Regions from separate parts of the Mus musculus genome. Here all the other regions are linked to region 1. Evidence: chromatin contacts called from public HiChIP or PLAC-seq and promoter capture Hi-C data. All regions are on one chromosome and are shown on one strand. Each heading gives the region's core, a stretch centred on a gene start, on an enhancer-like site or on the middle of the called end of the contact. The rest is flanking DNA. Distances are from core to core; before and after follow the strand shown. Region 1 holds the start of Stx17 (syntaxin 17). Region 2 overlaps Erp44 (endoplasmic reticulum protein 44). Region 3 has its middle 32 kb from the start of Nr4a3.

Region 1 (4,379 bases), core at 1,670-4,169:
GTCCATAGATGTGTGGACTTGTGTCTGGGTCTTTAATTCAATTCCACTGATCAACAACTCTGCTAATATGATCCTGGTTTTATTACTATAGCTCTGTAATATAACTTGAAATTTGGAGTGGTGAGACCTCCCACAGTTCTATTTTCCAGGAATGTATTATCTATCCAGTTTTTTCTTTGTTTGTTGTTTTTGGTGCTTCCATATGAATCTGAGAATTGTCTTTTCAAGATCTGTGAAGATTGTGTTGGAATTTTGATGGGGATTGCATTGAATCTGTAAATTGCTTTTGATCTTTTGGTAGAATGGCAATTTTTACTATGTTAGTCCTATCAATCTGTGAGCATGGAAGATCTTTCCATCTTTTGATATCTTCAATTTCTTTCTTCAGTGACTTGAAGTTTTTGTCATACATGTATTTCACTTGCTTGGTTAGAGTTACTCCAAGATATTTACATTATTGAGACCGTTGTGAAAGGTTTTGTTTCACTGATTTTTCTTCGGTCCATCTGTCATTTATATATTGAAAGGCTCTACTGAATTTTGTGACTTGATTTTGTATCCTGTTACTTTGCTAAGAATGTTTATCAGTTATAGGAATTTCCTGGTGGAATTTTCAGGGTCACTTATGCAGACTACCATATCATCTGCAAAGATATTTAGACCTCTTCCATTCCAACTTGTATCCCCTTGCTCTTCTTCATTTGCCTTATTGCACTAGCTAAGACTTTATTGAGTAGGTGTGGAGATAGTGGAAAATCTGGACTTGTTCCTGATTTTAGTAGAAATGCTTTGAGTTTCTGTCCATTTAAGTTGATCCTGGCTATGGGCTTGCTGTAAACTCCCTTCATTTTATTGAGGTATGTCTCTTGCATCCCCGATCTCTCCAGGACTTTTACCATGAAGGGGTGATGAATTTTGTCAATGGCCTTTTCTGCATCTAATGAGGTAATCCTGCGTTTTTTGTCTTTGAGATTGTTGATACTTGACACTCCTTTTAAGCCTCTCCTCCCCAAACCCAACCTTTCTGGGGCTACTCCACTCTTTTTATAGCTCCTCTACCTTCTCATAGATACAATCACACATTTTTCTCAGTGTTCACTTTCCTGCTACATTTCTAACCTTGTGATTATCATTTAGAAGAGCCATCTCTTTAACCACCTTGAAGTTGTTTGAATTCATATCTACAGGCTCTCCATGAAAGCAATCATGTTACCAGGTAATAATTTCTTTTTTGTTTTTGTTTTTTCCAAGATGTATTCTCCTTACTGTTTTGTTTTCTTTGGATCTACTGGGTTAAGTTAAGATATCAAGAAAACTTTGTCTCGTGGCAGCAGATCTTATTATCCTAATAACTTTATGGCTTAAGGCAAGAGCACAGAGAATGGTCACACCCCTTATGTCTAAATATTGAAAGATTCAATTAAGTATTGTAGATTGTAAGTGAGGCTAGCCAAACTGTTAGATTAAATATCATTATCTCTCTACATGACACACCTAAGTTACAGCAAACATCATACAACCACCTGGAAGGCCAAAGTCAATTCCAGAGTGCCACAGCTCCCTGTTGTACTTTTTCAAAACTTAACACTAGTTATCTTTACTTCAAAAGGTCTTGTTTAATGGATTCGGTGTGTGTGTGTGTGTGTGTGTGTGTGAGAGAGAGAGAGAGAGAGAGAGAGAGAGAGAGAGAACACACATCATCTCTCAGTGAGCCTGGAGGTTACCAATTCAACAAGACCAGCTGGGCAGCAAGCTCATGGATCCTTTTGTCTATTTAGATAGTATTAGGATCATAAACATATACCACAGAGCTTGGTTTTGTATGTGGGTGCTGGGTGTCCAAACTCAGGTCTTCATTGTGAAGCAGGCACTTTACCAATTAAATGATTCCCTATTGCTTGTTTAACTGACTTTGGCATTTTACCATCCATCCTATGGCATTACCTAATACCTTTATTTTTCTCCTTGGGATGAAAATTTGATAGATATGCCTCAATCTATGAACTAAGGGTACCATAAACACTAACATCCAGTATACCCCAAAGAAAATTCAAATAGCTTAATTAATAATGAGCTTTATTTTAAAAATTGCCTTTCAAGACTTTCTTAAGCCCCTAATCTGTGGGCTAAAATTCCCCCTCTACTTCCTTTCTACCTGCAGATCCTAAGAACTGAGTTTCCTTACAGCTAACAGGAAATGTTCTTAAGACTGTTGAAAACTTCATCATCAGAAGATCCATTTCAAGCAAAGACCTGAATAGTCATATATATATTTTAGTTGGCTAGGTCTTGAGGTCAGAACATTCAGAGAGGAGAATCAATGACCTGCACACACTTCAAAGCTTGTTCTAGCAGCAGCTGGTCCAACTGGAACTACTTGAGAAGAAATTAGGAAAACCAGCTGTGAGTACAGCGCTGTCACAAACGGGCTGAACTGGAGTGAGTCACTTCCTATCTGTGCTGAGCCTCAAAGTGACCAGGTATCATTTTAATAAGGACAGACGCCCAAAGCACTGCAGCAGGCTCTGGACAAAAAAGTTTATGCCTTCTTTCATTTGTGCCTGTGGCTATTCAGATACTCCTAGCCAGTCACTCAGGGGCTCTGGGAGGCGGGGCGGGGCGGGGCGGGGAAGGATGGCACTGGGTTCCGAGCTTCAGTTTTTACACACCTAAAGAGCTAGGGGCACAAGGCCGTCCTCGCCAACAAAATTCAAGGAACACAATGTGCAGGAAAACTGTAACATGTAGAAGGTTATCCAAGTGTAAATTGTCTTAGATACAGTACACAAGACGACCCATAAAACACTTGGAATTGTTCATCCAGTGGTTGGCACACTATATTACCTCCACGCCCACTGGCCGGGTAGGGGGCGGGGCCACATATCCCGCCCCTGGAGACGCCCCGCCCCTCTCGCGTCTGCGCAGTGTGTATCGACGGCCTCGAGCGCCTAGGCGGGAGGTAAGGGGCTGCCGGGCTGCCGCCACGGGGTCGCTGGGCTGCGATGTGTCACCGCGGGCCGGGCTGTGGACGCAAGGGAGAGGCGCCGGTCACCAAGCCCGGCCTCGGGTCAGTGTGAGCGCCGGGGCCGCGACCAGAAGTGGCCAAGCCTCTCTGTTTTCAGTTTTGGAGTAGCTGTCCCTGCGGGAGCGGGGAGGCCGAGGCCCCACTGCGCTATGCCCTCCCGGGTCGCTGTGAAGAGCTGCTTCGGGCCCTGGGTCGCCGGGCCAGCCGCGCCGCTGGGGTCGTTGGTGTGGCCTGGGTGCGTCCTGGTGACTCCGTGAGGGACGACGCGACACCGGTGCCCAAGCAGGACGCGGAGAGGCCGCAGCTGCGGGGACCGAGCCAGCACTTACTCTCCTTGTACCACCCACATGCCCAAGGGGACGCATTTCCTTGGGAGATAGTGTTATCAGCAGTTTGGGACCTTTTTCCTGGAAAGGGGCTCTTTCGCTTTTAAATAACTCTTGAGTAATTTACTTCACCTTTGGGTACTTTTTCTTCTTGTGGAACCCTAGTATCATGGTACCCATATCATCTTAGTTGCAAGTACCAAGAGATTAAGTTTATAAAAAGCACTTGACACCTCTCACTGCAAATGTGTGTGCTTGGAAAATGACTGCAGGCCTGTCTTCTACACGTTCTTTCATCCATGAAACAGCAATTATTATACATGCACAAACACCAGACAAAAAAATTTGGAGTCATTTGCAATTATTGAAAAGTTGCAGAAGTTGCTGGAGGCCTTGGTGGCCCATGCCTTTAATCCCAGCATTAGGAGGCAGAGGCAGGAGGATCTCTTGACTTCAAGGCTAGCTTAGTCTACAGACTGAATTCCAGGACAGCCCTACACAGAGAAACCCTGTCTTAGAAAAACAAAAAAGAGAGAAAGAAAACTCGTACACATAGTACAGAACACTACAGCGCCCTTGTGTTAGTATTTTACATACCATCCTTAATACAGTCACAGAGAGCAAGAGATTACTATCTGGTTAACTGGGTCTCTTGGGATTCCATTCTTTTTATTAGAGTCCCTTCTGTATTCTACAATGGTATCTAGTAAGCAGCCTTACTCTTGATGGGCCTGGCGACATTACCTTTTCCAATCTGTAGCAGTATCATGACTTTGTGTGCTTTGAAGAGTCAGGAATGTTGGTAATGCCTTTCAAGTAGGAGTTTGTCTATAGTTAGTTGGGACTAGATTGTGTTGCATTTCTGTTAAGAATACCACAAGGTATAAGTACCCTTTTCAGTTTATGCCTCCATGGACCTTCCAGATGGGACCTACTGCTTGTGTGTTGACACAATCAGATGACTTAGTTAAATTTGGTATCTGGGAGATTCTCTATAGCAATTAGTAGTCCAGTTATTCCCCAAGTAC
Region 2 (4,302 bases), core at 431-2,930, 100 kb after region 1:
ATGCTGAGGCTGAGCATAAGTGCCACCACACCTGGCCTTCTATTTTATTGCTACCACTGTAACTAATGTAACTACTTCCAATATTACCCCTGTCTACACAGGACAAACTCTTAGAAAAGCCTTAAAACCCCCAACAAATAGCATATACACCAAAACCATGTTTCAGTGTGGAGTTCCTTGGTATAGTATAAGAAGCTGTGATTCTTGCCACCCCATCTAAGGAATACACAACAGCATATATCCTGATTAGAGATGTAGTTTCCCAAGTCCTTTAGACAGAGAAGAGGAGGAAAACTGTCAGAATAATGGCAAAAACAAGACCTGACATCCTGCTCTTCCGTAGGACCAGTAAGACTACCTGTTCCTGTCGGCTCGGGGACAGAGACAGTTGGGACTGAGTTCAATTTCTGTTTCTTTTCTAGTAGTCATGCCTTCATTTTCCTTTTTCTCTCCCTATTTTCCTTATAGTTCATTCATTTCCTACAATGAGTATAGCAAATGAAAAATTTTAGGAGCTTAAAAGTGAAATATAAGTTCTACATTGGGGTTGCAATAAAATGAAACAGTAGGTGGGCTTCCTGATGGAAGTCCAGCTCATGTGCTAATAACCCTTTCAGCTGCACAGAGGAGAGCAGACAGAGATAAACAAGGGTGTGTGCAGGTCATTCCTGAAACACAAGTGCCGACTGGGTGGAACTACTCCACCTCCCAAGTCCTCAGCACGGAACTGAACCTTTCACACAATGTCCTTACTAAGAAGGGTACATAAGGAAGTGAGGTTAAAGGCAGAACAGAAGGCTGCCTGAGTTGCCAGTGGGTAGGAGAGGAGCTCCACGGAAAAGCAAGCAGCAAACCAAGTGAGTGGCTCCTGGAATATGCACTGAAATGAATTTTCAAGATAAACCAACAAACAGTCTTCTAGAGAAGACTTCCCCACCTGTTTTTAGAGATGAGTAGGTGCACTGCCTTCCCAAGAACGTCTTTAAAATACCCGTGTGATGCTTCATTTTTTTTAAATGGCATTTTATTTCTATACTGGCTTGGCTTGTAATTCTGTTGTTTCTCAACTTTATAATCTCACCTCATCATCAATCTTAAAGTGGGCTGATTAGAAAAGTGAAGATAGCATTTACAAATATTTCCCCAAATGGACTGTGCAAGATTCAGCTCAGAGAGATGTCACCTTTACGCATACCTGCCACACCATAGTGAGATCTTCCTCACACGCTTACCTGTCACCACACAGCTTGAGCTTACAGCGGAAGTACTACTTTTCCTTCAAGTTTATATCATATCCTGAGAGGCTTCCTTCCCTACCCCATCAGAGTAAGCTATGCTTATCAATATAATGCATCACATAATTAACACTGCCCCTTCAGAGAAGTTAAAACAGCATACAAGTGTATTTTGCTATATCTCTAGGACCAGTCACATGTCATTACAGAGAATTGGCACTTATGCTCTGGTTGAGTAAATACCACTAGCTAATTCAAAAGACTGTGGTGACCATAGCTGAGGCAATGTATGTAAGAACAAGCTGAACTCCACATGAGCACTCAATGAGCAGGCTCACCAGTTCATTTAGCTAGAAACTTTTCACAGGAGCCTCTCCAATACACACCACTATGACTCTGGATGAGACGTCTGAGTGAAGCAGTTGAGTCAGAACAAGACAGACAGCGTGAAGCACAGTGACAGGCCAGAGCAGACTCCCAGAATACCTAACAGGAGACTAATAGAGTGAGTCGTGCAGAGTCAGGATGACATCTTGATTCTGCAAACACCTTGCTAGGAAACGGGTCCTCTGACTCCACAGAGTTAATCCCAAAGCACGAGCACATGAACTTGTCTGTGCAGGATATGGTAAGGAGACACTGACCACAGGAAGGAAAACTGACTTTATTTGTATAGAGCACAATTATTTTCACTAGAAAGCTATGCAAATTCTAAATAAAAACTGCTGGAATTAAATTTCAACACAAAGCAATACAAAAGTGTTAATTTTAATCCCTACATATTAACAAAAAATGCAAAATTTTAAAATTTAAAAGCCAAAGCCATTTATAAGAGTATCAAAAACTGAGACATAGTTAAAAATAAATCTTACATCAGGCAGTGGTGGCGCATGCCTTTAATCTCAGTACTCAGAAGGCAGAAGCATGCAGATCTCTGTGAGTTTGAGGCTAGCCTAGTCTACAGAGCAAGTTCCAGGACAACCAGGGCTATACAGAGAAACCCTGTCTTGAAAAATAAAAACAAGTCTCAAAAAAGATGTGCAAAGCCTCGGTGTGGGAGGAACCTAGACAAACCCAAACTGAAAAATATTCTACAAATTATATAACCAATACTTCTTGGAATTGTCTAGGTTCTGAAAAATAAAGATTTTTTTAAATGGCCATAAAGAGCCAAGATCTGACAAGTCACTACCGTAGCCTGGACTCAGTGGAGAGCTGGCCACATCTGTCAGAGCATACTGAGGGCACTGGCCACATCTGTCAGAGCATACTGAGGGCACTGGCCACATCTGTCAGAGCATACTGAGGGCACTGACAGAGTCCTCACATAAGATGGCAGCGGTAGAGCCAAGTAAGTAAGAAAACATACACATATGTGCGCACATGCAATCAATCTAAAAGTAAAATAGTCTAATGTAGGTTGTATGAGTATCAAAGTACTATATGTAGACTGGAAAATGAGAAAAAAATTGCTGAAGCTGAAAATATTTAAATACATTGAAAGATTAAGAATGTTTGTGGATCAAAAGACTTAAGATTACTACAATAGTAACTTTCCAAACTGCTCTCAATGCAGTTAACTCTAATTAGAAACCCAGGATCCCCCTTTGTTGTTAGAAACTAACAAGCTGTTTCTAGGATTCATGGAAATTCAATCCCACTAAAACAGTCAAAGCCACTCTGAAAAAACAAGCACAAAGTTGGAAGATTTATACCGCTTGTTTTCAAGACCTTCCATAAGCTGTAACAACTCACAACATGCAGGATGAGCAGACACTAGATCAACAGTACAAAAAGGACCAGAAATAGAGTCATAAGGACAGGGCCAGTTCACTTCAACAAAGCTGCTAAGGCAGTTAGTGACAAAGAGGCAGAGGTTTTTTGCCAACAAGTAATGACGGATCTGTCTGGCAACTAAATACAACAACAGATCACCTACCCACTTTAACTCATATATTGTTCCACATATAAAAGCTAACTCCAAATGAACAATGGGCATAAGTGGAAATGTTCATACTGTGAAATGTACTGAAGAAAACATGGCAGAAAAAATTGCAATATTGGGGGAGAACAGACAACTTAAGATACAAAATATAAAGTATGATCCATTAAAAATTAGTAAGTAGGATTTGATCAAAATTCAGTGATAACATGGGATCAGAAGGATGGTTCAGTGATTAAGAGTACTTATTCCTCTTGCAGAGGACTTGACCTCAGTTCCCCACACTTACATGGTGGTCTACAGACAGCCCTAACAACAGTTCTAAGAGATCTGTCTCCCTTTTCTGAACTCTACAGAAACTATACACACACATGGTCTGTCTGTCTGCCTGCCTGCCTGCCTGCCTGCCTGCCTGCCTGCCTGCCTACCTACCTACCTACCTACCTACCTACCTACCTACCTACCTACCTACATGAAGATAAACATTCATACACATAAAAAAAAATCTAAAAAAGATATTTTAAAATTCAGGACATGCCCTTGCAAAGCCATTTAAGCTCGGTATGGTGCCACAGGTCTACAACCCCAGCACTTTGAAAATTTAAGTAGGATGATTACAAATTCAAGGCTGGGCTATACATGTACAAAAATATATAAATGCAATGTGCTGAGTCTGTTGAGAATTTCTTGTATGAGTGATTTTAGGGTTGACCATCGGATGCTGAGCTACATATTAAGCCCCAGGGTAGCCTGGGCTACTTAGAGGGACCCTCTCAAACAAACAAACAAACAAACAAACAAACAAAAAACCAAAGGGCAATGGCTACAGCTACAACACAGCTCTTGTACCCAAAGTCCACGTGACACTGTAGAAGAGCAAACAGAAAAGTCGTAAAAACCAAAGGACTAGGAAGCCTGCTGTAAGATGGTCTCCTAGAAACAACAAGGAAGCTAGCTATACCTGATAGCTAGAGCAATATGGCTGCTAAATAAGACCTAAACATTGAAAACACCAAATGGACATACTATCATAGAAAGGGGATACTCATGGGACTCCACTCCTTAGACAAAGAGTTACAGGCAACTAATGACAGTTCAAAGAAGGAAAATTAGTCTTCCTCAGAG
Region 3 (4,220 bases), core at 73-2,572, 110 kb before region 1:
GTTCTTTCAGCAAAATCTTGCTAGTGTATGCAATGGAATCAGCATTTGGAAGCTGATTATGGGATGGATCCCCAGATATGGCAGTCTCTAGATGGTCCATCCTTTCGTCTCAGCTCCAAACTTTGTCTTTGTAACTCCTTCCATGGGTGTTTTGTTCCCAATTCTAAGAAGGGGCCAAGTGTCCACATTTTGGTCTTCGTTCTTCTTGAGTTTCATGTGTTTTGCAGATTGTATCTTGTATCTTGGGTATTGTAAGTTTCTGGGCTAATATCCACTTATCAGTGAGTACATATCATGTGAGTTCTTTTATGATTGGGTTACCTCGCTCAGGATGATGCCCTCCAGGTCTTTTCTAACTAAATCACCTCCCCAGTCCCCATGGGTACTTTATCCATAATAATAAAAATTGTAAATAGACCAAATGTCCAAAAAAAAAAGAAAATGAAAATGAAGTGTAAATGTAAGATAGAATGTTTTCCAGTATTTTTATAGTGACTAGAAGTCACAAGAAAATATTTTTGATAAATCTCAAAAATATTATTTTAAGAAAAAAATACCTCAGAGGTCCATGAAGAGGCCGTTTTTTTCTTCTAATTTATTCTTTCACAATTTCATTATAGATCTATTAGAAAGGGGGAGGGGAACTTTGATAGTATTCACCCTTGTTCTCCTCTTAGCCCTTTCCTCCTCTCACTACACCCTTCTTCCCACAACTCCCCCACCTATCTTCATGTCTTGTAAGCTTGCTTGTGGCCAGTTCCATTTAGTAAAGGTTGTCTGCACGAGGACAGGTCAGGAGTGGTTAGGGACTGGGGAGTGTGACCCCTCTCACCAGCGATCATTAACCAACAGAAGCTTTAGAGCACGTAAAGTTAATCTAGTAACTAGTAACTACTAATCTAGTAACTGGTGAACAAGCAGGCTCTCAGGGGACCAGAAAGCGGGGGAACTCACTGGAGTAACAGAAATGCCCTGTACTCTGAACTGGGTGGCCTTTTTGTGAAGAGTTATTAATGGCATGCTTTCAATTTGCGTGTTCGACTCTATGTAGATCAATAGGCAATCACTAGGTGGGGTGCTAAATGAGTGTAACATGGAGGGTTGTTCATTTCCTGTGAATCAGACACAGCTACTAGGCACATTATTTGGTTGTCGCTTTCACATAATGCTTTTTGAATCCATTCCTGCCTGTTGAACATTTTCACTACTAATTCAGTGATGAAGTTCAGGGGGTTTTCCCTGTCCTGCATATATCTAGATTTGTTCTATAAACCATGGGGAGGATTTTTCCCCTTGTGCCTTACCTCAGACACACTTTCTCTATCTGTGTGGGTGGTAGGGGTTTGTGGTTTATCATGTCACGTGCACATGTGTGTGTAGTTAGGCACGGAGGACAGAGGTTAAAGTTGAGCATCTTCCTCCATCACTCTCTGTTTTGACTGCACTGGCTGGCCACTAAGCCCTGGAGTCAGTCTGTCTCAGTCCTCCCTCTACCCACCATAGCCCCAACAAGCACTGGAATGACAGGCACCCACCGCCATGCCTAGCTTTTATGTGCATGCTGAGGTTCCAGACTCAGGTCCTTCCTCGTGCTTTATACAGCAAGCACTTTACCCACTGGACCAACTCTCCATTCCCTGATGTCCCTCTCCAAAGGGCTTTCCGAACATTTGAGTGAAGCACATGTATATGTTTATTATGCACAACAATAGGTATTAGTCTGATATTTTCCATCCTTGCATACACTGTAATTTGACCTTGCTCACTACTCTCGCTGACATTATCGCTTTTGTCCACTCTGATTGGGTCTCTTCCTCTTTTCTTTAAAAAAACCTAGCTTCTGTGTCTGAGAGAAAATAAACCATATCTGTCCAAATCTAGCCTGTTTCTTTTAACACGATAACCTCTACTTCTAGCAACTTTTCTTGCTGATAAGGTCATTTTGATGTTCATTTTGGCTGAGTATAACCCCCCCCCCGTTCATATACGCCCGTTACTCCTAATCCACCCCTCTATAGACAGATGCCTAAGCTGGCCGTGGTTAGCACATCTGCACTGTGAGTATTCCAGGTCTGTCATATGCTCACACTTCCATCAAGCTGCTTTCAGAAGAAGTAGGTTTTTCATCATATCTCGGCATTTTAGCTAAGATCTAATGTAAAAAGAAGGCATTTTAGTAGTAGGAAGCTGGTCTGAAACAAAATATCCAGGGTTGAGAGGGGCAGGAGAATAAAGAGCGGGTAAATATGACCAGAGTACAATGATACACACATAATGGTATGCATGCTTGAACGACGAAGTCCTTTATTTTGTATACTATATTGCTATAGTTAAAGCATACTTCAGAAGCCAGACCTGCCTGGCATGTTTCTTCCCATGCCTAGTTTATTTCATAACAATGTCCTCCAAGTTCATTCATGTTGCAAATGACAAAATTTCTTTAAAAAAAAGAATAGTATCCTCCTGTCGGTTTTATGATGGGTATCTAGGTTGCCTCTGTGTCTTAGGTGTTCTGGATCAGGTTGCAGTGTTTTTTTGCCTCCTCCCTCAGGCAGCCCCTGAGCCACCCAGTTGGCTGAAATCACTTTCAAAATTTTGAAATGATGCCCAGTTGGTCTGAAATCACTTTCTCCGCTTCACCTTTAATAACTGCAAGCCAGTTCCCAAGTGATCCAGCTAATGTAACTCTAACAATGATGAAATGTCAGCATCTCGTAGTCACAATCTCTTCTTTCATCCACAAAAGAAATCTCACCACTCTCTGATGATAACCAACTCCATGCATCACCAAACCCACCCTAAATGGCCCTCAAGAGGGATTATTTTGTCCAATCCTGTAAAATAAGAACAGTTTCATGTAGACGAGGCATTAGGCCAAAAGACTCATGAAGTCCCATACTAAAAAAGAAAGATAATTATTAGCCTAAAATTTAGAAAAAGGAAAACTAAGGAGATAGAAGATAAAGCAGGGTCCAAGAATGTTTGAAGGCAACGCTGGATAAAGAGGTAGTTACATTTGTTCTGAAATGTGTCTCCTTTGTTTCATCTGGCACCTTTACTAGTTGATTAGGTCCATCTTGTGTCCTTCTGGCTCTGACATTTCTATTATTAAAGCTTTAACCATTTTGTTTTGATCCATAGATAATAATTGTAAATACTTGTAGGGTGCAATCCAGTGCTTTGATATATGCTTATAGAGTGTCGTGATCAAATCAAGCTAACAAATCTACTGCTACCACACTGGTTTTTTTTTTTCTTTTTTGCAATTTAAGAATTGCTATTTTTGTCATTATAAATACATAGAGCATTATCATCATGTCACTTTTGTTTGTAAGAGATCACTGAAGTGCATTCCTCCCATCTACTGAAACTTTGTACCCTTTGATTGACACAGCCCTTTCTCTGTTAACCTTGTTCCCCCACCCCAGACCCTGATAAGCATCACTAAACCCCTTGCATGAGCTCAGCTTCTTTAGATTCTACATTCAGACGTGGTAGTTGCCTTCCTATGCTTGGCTTGTTTCACTTAACACCACTTCCTTCAGCTTTACTCATGATGTGAACGGCAGGTTTTTAAATGAATAGCATTCTATTGAGTATTTAAGTGTATGCGTATATATGTGTGTGCACACGTGTGTGTGGCTGCGGCCTGCAGCTCAGTCTAAACTTAGAATCACACTGTCAAATTCCTAAAAACCTACCTGGAAGCTTGTTTGAGTTTGTTGAATGTTTGGCAATTTTGGCCCTTTTTAATTCTCACTCCTGTCTGTGGTACCATGTCCCTTCCCAGTTCATTGTAGCATCCATTTTTCTTTCTTCTTCGGTTTTTTGGGGGGCTGGGAGGATGTCTAATGTTTCTTTTTAGTGTAGCAAATGGATTTATTATCCATTCTCTGTAGGTTTGCCAACTCGATGATTTTTTTTTTACATTTAATCATATTAGTTCCCATTTCCTAATCCTCAGTGGTATTTGCAGTTATGCTCCTAATTTCTCCATCCATTCTCCTCATTCTTCATATGTAATGGTGAGACATCTGCTCCGAATTCTACATATGACACACTATAAGGAGTTTTTTTCTGTTGTCATAACATTGTGGTCAGAGGCACTGCTGTGTATATTTATTACTTTGAGACATTTTTCTATTTGGCTCAGTGTATAGATTTTGTAAACATTTAATATGGACATTAGGAAAGAGCATGCACTGCCCGTTCTTGGGCCT

Evidence for each region. Promoter capture Hi-C pulls out the DNA fragments that hold promoters and counts their contacts. HiChIP or PLAC-seq counts read pairs in DNA pulled down with a chosen protein or histone mark.
Region 2: a contact with region 1 is called in a promoter capture Hi-C map of macrophages, with 5 read pairs. The contact joins the enhancer-like site here to the promoter of Stx17 in region 1. A contact is called at or near these places in 6 of 39 promoter capture datasets (the C10 cell line, HPC-7-derived erythroid cells, hematopoietic stem and progenitor cells and 2 more), 2 of 484 Hi-C or Micro-C datasets (the G1E-ER4 cell line and nephron progenitors), 2 of 115 datasets of contacts at active chromatin or transcription factors (bone marrow-derived macrophages and intestinal villus epithelium) and 2 of 9 other capture datasets (adipose tissue and liver).
Region 3: a contact with region 1 is called in a BATF HiChIP or PLAC-seq map of CD8 T cells, with 5 read pairs. The contact joins the enhancer-like site here to the promoter of Stx17 in region 1. A contact is called at or near these places in 2 of 39 promoter capture datasets (hippocampal neurons and stem cell-derived epiblast-like cells), 6 of 484 Hi-C or Micro-C datasets (CD8 T cells, Th1 cells, pre-pro-B cells and 2 more), 2 of 115 datasets of contacts at active chromatin or transcription factors (CD8 T cells and memory CD8 T cells) and 2 of 9 other capture datasets (adipose tissue and pancreatic islet).

What each region holds. Positions count from the first base shown.
Region 1 is chr4:48,122,000-48,126,378 of GRCm38.p6, forward strand. It overlaps Stx17 (syntaxin 17), which reads left to right and starts at 2,920. Exons shown (of 8, transcript NM_026343.2): 1 at 2,920-2,959.
Region 2 is chr4:48,226,266-48,230,567 of GRCm38.p6, forward strand. All of the region lies in intron 4 of Erp44 (endoplasmic reticulum protein 44), which reads right to left. Among named protein-coding and RNA genes, the nearest start is that of Mir1958, 15 kb to the left of the region's middle. Within about 2 kb of position 1,681, at least 26 of the 459 cell types and tissues checked have an H3K27ac peak or open chromatin away from gene starts, as enhancers often do. A contact at or near this core is called in intestinal villus epithelium, where this site is marked.
Region 3 is chr4:48,011,134-48,015,353 of GRCm38.p6, forward strand. No RefSeq gene overlaps it. Among named protein-coding and RNA genes, the nearest start is that of Nr4a3, 32 kb to the right of the region's middle. Within about 2 kb of position 1,323, at least 23 of the 459 cell types and tissues checked have an H3K27ac peak or open chromatin away from gene starts, as enhancers often do. A contact at or near this core is called in CD8 T cells, Th1 cells, memory CD8 T cells and 1 more, where this site is marked.